Linked DNA regions of Gossypium hirsutum: region 1 is linked to region 2. Evidence: chromatin contacts called from public Hi-C data. All regions are on one chromosome and are shown on one strand. Each heading gives the region's core, a stretch centred on a gene start, on an enhancer-like site or on the middle of the called end of the contact. The rest is flanking DNA. Distances are from core to core; before and after follow the strand shown. Region 1 has its middle 16 kb from the start of LOC121208719. Region 2 holds the start of LOC121208703 (probable trehalose-phosphate phosphatase J).

What was found. A called contact is a pair of places that touch in the nucleus more often than the background predicts.
Region 1: a Hi-C map of leaf shows a contact between it and region 2, with 6 times the contacts expected there. The contact joins the enhancer-like site here to the promoter of LOC121208703 in region 2. A contact is called at or near these places in 19 of 34 Hi-C or Micro-C datasets (fibers, hypocotyl, leaf and 4 more).

The regions. Positions count from the first base shown.
Region 1 is chrA02:103,571,872-103,574,571 of Gossypium_hirsutum_v2.1, reverse strand. No RefSeq gene overlaps it. Among protein-coding and RNA genes, the nearest start is that of LOC121208719, 16 kb to the left of the region's middle. Within about 2 kb of position 1,326, at least 1 of the 9 cell types and tissues checked has an H3K27ac peak or open chromatin away from gene starts, as enhancers often do. A contact at or near this core is called in leaf, where this site is marked.
Region 2 is chrA02:103,506,308-103,509,007 of Gossypium_hirsutum_v2.1, reverse strand. It overlaps LOC121208703 (probable trehalose-phosphate phosphatase J), which reads left to right and starts at 1,384. Exons shown (of 10, transcript XM_041079762.1): 1 at 1,384-1,649; 2 at 1,785-2,029; 3 at 2,117-2,257; 4 at 2,348-2,512; 5 at 2,605-2,700. The coding sequence starts at 1,646.

The DNA of each region.
Region 1 (2,700 bases), core at 77-2,576, 66 kb before region 2:
TTACATGTGAAGCACAGCTAAATTTGTTGTGTTTGAAGTTGAAACCATCAACCAACCCAACCACCTATTTTGTCTTTACTATGTGGGAGTTGGTGTGGTTGGAGAAAATAAATTAGTTGGGTCACTTTTGCTATTACTAGGATTGTTCATTTTGCCAAGTAATTGGTTTGTGTTATAGAACAATGATTGGTTATGATACACATGTAACACTAATTCCTAATCATTTTTATTTATTGAAGTGTTTTTATCTCCACATTTGTTTAAATATTTTAGGGTCAATTACACTCAACGTCATTAAATTATTAGTAAATTTATATTTTAGTCACTCAACTTAAAAAGTTTTATAAAATAGTCATTGAACGATTTGAACATTAGACTATTAAAATCGTTGTTGTATGGCCTTCTTTGTCTGCACTGCCTACACCAGTCGAAAGCTCTCTTTCTCCTTCTATTTTATAATTTAATTTTTTTTATGAAACAACTTTGAACGTCACGAACCTGCGAACTAAGATCCAAATAGTTTTTTTCATCTGATCTTCAACATTGATAGTCAAGTTGACTTGGATCTAAGGTATGTTCTTCTACTTGTCGACCAGTATTGGTCCAGTGTATTAATCGTCAAATCGTCTCTTGAAGCTTACTAGTCGGACTTTAGGAAAAGAAAAGAAAAAAGCTTAAAAACATAGTGACTTAAATAAAAACTTTTGAACAGTTCAGTAACTTAAATGAAATCTTCAAATAATTCAATGACCATTTTGTAATTTTTTGAAGTTAAATGACCAAAACATAAGCTTACTAATAATTTAATGACCTTATGTGTAATTTATCCAATATTTTATAATTAAAAGTTGATGGAGTAAATATGTAAAAAGGAATTAGAATAAGTTAGTAACTATTAGAATTTTATTGCATAAAAAAAAATGTTTTCTAATTGGTTATCGATACACGTAAGGACTCAATTCAAGATTAATGTCAACTAAAGAGTTAAGCATTTTACCTGTAATTCAATCGACAACTGGTATGTTGGTGCTTGTTATTTGAATTTTGACTTGTTGTATAAGTGATGATAGTGAGCACATGCTTGAGGATGATGATTTTTTTTTTTTGATAGTTGTTCAAAAATTAAATTTAGATTTAACGATAAACGAATACTTGAATAAAGTTATTTGTGGCTTCACTTGTGATTCAAATCAAAATATATTATGTCAGATGTTTCTATTTGGGTTTAAAATTATCAAATTCATTATAAGTGTGGACTTATGTTTTGGGCCAGCCCTGCTCCCCTCATTGTTTTCAAGTCATTGAAGTATAATTTTACACACCTGAAGCCCCAAAATTTCTTATCGACTAATATCAATCCTATTATGCGTAAAGCCCAAAACTCTGAATAATTTGGTAAAAACATTTTTCTAGTCCCTTTCAATTTTGATATTAAACAAATTGGTCCCTTTAAATATAGTAAAACTAAACCTTAAATTAATCTGAAGTCCCAAAACTTCAGTCTTTGCCAATAGTTGCACTTTAAACATTATTATGTCAATTAAAAGAAATTTTACAGTATATAATATCATAACTACACCACATGAACCTATTTATCTTCCTTTGGGAGTATACTTTGGGCTAAAAGTTATTCAATTTCCAATATCTGACTCAATTGGACAACCCTTAAACTAGCTAGTCGCTGTAGTTAAGGCCAGTTGGAGCATCTAAATTAATAGCTTAATAACTTCGCAATGAATATAAGGTTCCAACTTCCAACTTATTAGTTGCAAGATATTACCTTTTACGTAAGGTTTTTAAAACTTGGTTGGTGATTAAACCGATCAAATTAACGATTTCTAATTTGATCAATTTAATTAGTTTAATTGATTTGATTATTCAATTCAATGAGTTCAATCTATTTTCGGATAAATCGGTTTAATACATTTTTTAGAGTGACATTATAATCAAATTTCAATTCAACAAGTTGATATGATCTAATTCAGTTACAAAAGTAAAGCTTTTAATAAGTTCAAGTATTTATAAATTAATTTAAAGAGTTGATATAAACACTACAAAAGTGACAATTGATTATTTAGATAAAAAAAACTCCAAAAATGACTGAAATGTTTTTTTTTCTTAAGAAAAAAAATCAAAATTGAATTGACTTTTTTTGTTGTTGTTGTTTTCTTTTTGTTGAATTACAATAATACGGTAAAGTCCGAACAATCAACGCAACTAGCGAGACTTGAATCCAGACGACACCGAAGATGATGAACACCTTTGACCATCAGGTCATCACATGGGGTTTCTTTTAGTTGGTTAATTGACATTATGTCCTATTACTTTATTTTTATTGTGAAATTATTAAGTTATTAATTTAAGTTATTTATCTATACTATTATTTAAATATGTGACCAAATTGATTTTATATTTACTTTGGTAATAAAAAATTTGGCTATTTCATAAGAATGAAAAAAATATATATATACATATTTCAGAGTTGAGGATAATAATAATTAGAAATTTTATCATATTATGCGTGTGGAAACTACGGATTTAAAACACATATACTTGTTTAAAGGTAACATATTTTAATCCTTTTGAGTTTAATTTTTGAGTAATATGTATAATTTATTAATTGGATTTAATTTTTGGATAGTGTGTAGGAAATTAATAATTATAAATGTGTTTTGAATTTAGGTAATGGATTGTGTATGA
Region 2 (2,700 bases), core at 135-2,634:
TTCATGATCCTGTATAGAAAAAAAATTGAGGAAATTGACTTTTATCAACTTTGAAAGGGCAGAAATATATTTATCATTCAGTGTACTGTTTTCGCAGCTGGTTTTGCTTAACAGGGTGGGTTTTGTCTTTAAGTTGTTAGTTTTGCATTTGCATACAAGGGGCATTGAAATAGCAAATGCCCCTCCAATCATGTAATTTATATATATTTATAATCATACATCATAAATTTATTATATGTTTATAAAAAAACTTTAATGTCCCTTAAACAAAATTTTAAAATTTTCTCGATTTTAAATTTAATTATGACTTAATTACGGCATATTATAAGTTTAGGGATGATAATAAGGTGTCTTTCTTGAAATATTCATTTCTCGATCTCAATTCAACTTAAAATTAGATATTAATTTACTTAACTTGAAAAATTAAAGATATGCCTAATTTTTAACCTGACTTGATATATCAAATCTTTTAAATTCTCAAATATTTTCATCACAATGAAAGAATATTTATTAAATTTTTTATTAATTCTTTTCTAGGTATATTAGATTAAATATTAATATATATTTTTTATGTACTTCATGTTTATTTTACGGTTTATGTTTAGGATTTGTTTTCAACTCTCCTTCTCAACATTGTCATCTTCAACGTTAAAATTTTTGTTTTCTCATAAAAAATGGAATCTGCCTCACCACTTTGCCCAATATTTATTTGTCATTATCATATATTTTAAACTAAAATTATATAAGAGTATTTTGATAATTATCATAGGATGAGAATAGATGAAATTTTTTTTAAACTCGATTCAATCTTAATTTGTCTAGTCCCACCTTGAAGCTTAATTTCAAAAAGAAATGTTTAACATTATCAAATCGAGTCAAGTTGAAATGGATAGAATATTTTTTTCAATCCCTAACACACACTCTCTCCTACTCCCGAGGAAAAAAATGAAGAATTTTCACGGTAAAGCTCCATAATTTCAATTTTAACATTTCAAGACAAGTTGGTGGCTGGTGGATCCAAAATCCACCCAAATAGGATCCAATTAAAACAAAATTTGTAAAATACAGCTCCCATAATCCAGTGGGTCTAACATGTGACTTGGTTATCCACGTGTCAGAACCCACATCATGTGTATCATCCTAACCAATGTCTTCCACGTGGCTTGACCACTAGCAGCCAATTAAAAAAAAGCAGCTTAATTACCTTCCTCAAAAAAAACAAAACAAAAAAAAAAACCAGCTCTCTCCCAGTAATATGGGCCCCAAAATCAACAACTAGGATGGGTCCCACACTTTTGTAAGAGTTTCGTTGTCGTCCGTTTATGTCTGGTTTTTTTTTTTTGGCTTATAAAAACGAGCTTCAACTCCTCCATGTCTCACTCACATACATTCCCTTCACTCTTCCTCTCTTCCATATATTTTCCCTTCATTTCTTCCTTGTTTTTCACGAATCTTTGGGTTCTTCTTTTTTTGTTGTTTCAGTTCCTTAATCTTTGGGTTTCAAAGAAAAAAAAAGGAAAAAAAAACAGAGTACTCTGTAAATTCCTCTGGTTGGAATTTTGAACTCTCTCCTCTTACATTAACATTAACAACCAAACACTTGTTGGGTTTTGAGATTTTCTTTTAACTACCTTAATTTCCAAAAATGGGTAAGTTCTGGTTTTTTTTTTTTTTGTGGTTGGGAGTGGGGAAACAAAAAACAAAACCTGTGTGCTTCGGTTTTTAAGGCATCTTACCTTTACTAAAAATGTTTTAAATGTTGGGTTTGTTCTTATTTATTGCAGTAAGTTTCATTGAAGAAAGACCAAAGAACATCGCCGCCGGTCAAAACATGGTCTCTGATCCAAAATCAGCACAGAAACCACCGGCACCACCTGGTTTTATCTCCATTTCCAGAAAGAAATTGCTTCAAAACCTTGAAATCAATGCCGGAGCCAGAGTTAATTCATGGGTCGATTCCATGAGAGCTTCTTCTCCAACTCATATGAAATCAGCACCGTCCATTGCTGATGATCAAGGTTCCTGGAATGTAAGTTCAAATGGGTTTTCTTTTTCTTTTCTTTTCCTTTCATAAAGATTCTGATTTTCTTTTTCCTTTTTGGATTAAATTGTTCAGCTAAACCATCCATCAGCACTAGATATGTTCGAACAGATAATCGATGCATCAAAAGGGAAACAAATCGTAATGTTTCTTGATTACGATGGCACTCTTTCACCAATCGTAGCCGATCCAGATCGGGCTTTCATGTCTAAGAAGGTTAGCTGTTTGTTAATATGACACAGTGACTACTTTCTCTGTGCTGTTTTTAAAATGGATTTCCCATGTTTTTTTTTTTTTTAACACCAGATGAGAAAGACAGTGAGAAAGCTAGCCAAATGTTTCCCTACAGCTATAGTGAGTGGCAGATGCAGGGACAAGGTGTATAATTTTGTCAAATTAGCTGAGCTATACTATGCTGGAAGCCATGGCATGGACATTAAAGGCCCTGAAAAAGGTTCCAAATCTAACAAAGTGAGTCAAGTCGTACACGTTATTGCATGAACCAATTGCGTTAAACTCGAAACCAACCACATTTTTTTGACCTGGCTTTGTTACTCTTACAGGATACTGAATCTGTTCTTTTCCAACCAGCTAGTGAATTTCTTCCCATGGTTGATGAGGTTTATACACAGTTGGTTGAAACTACAAAATCAACACCA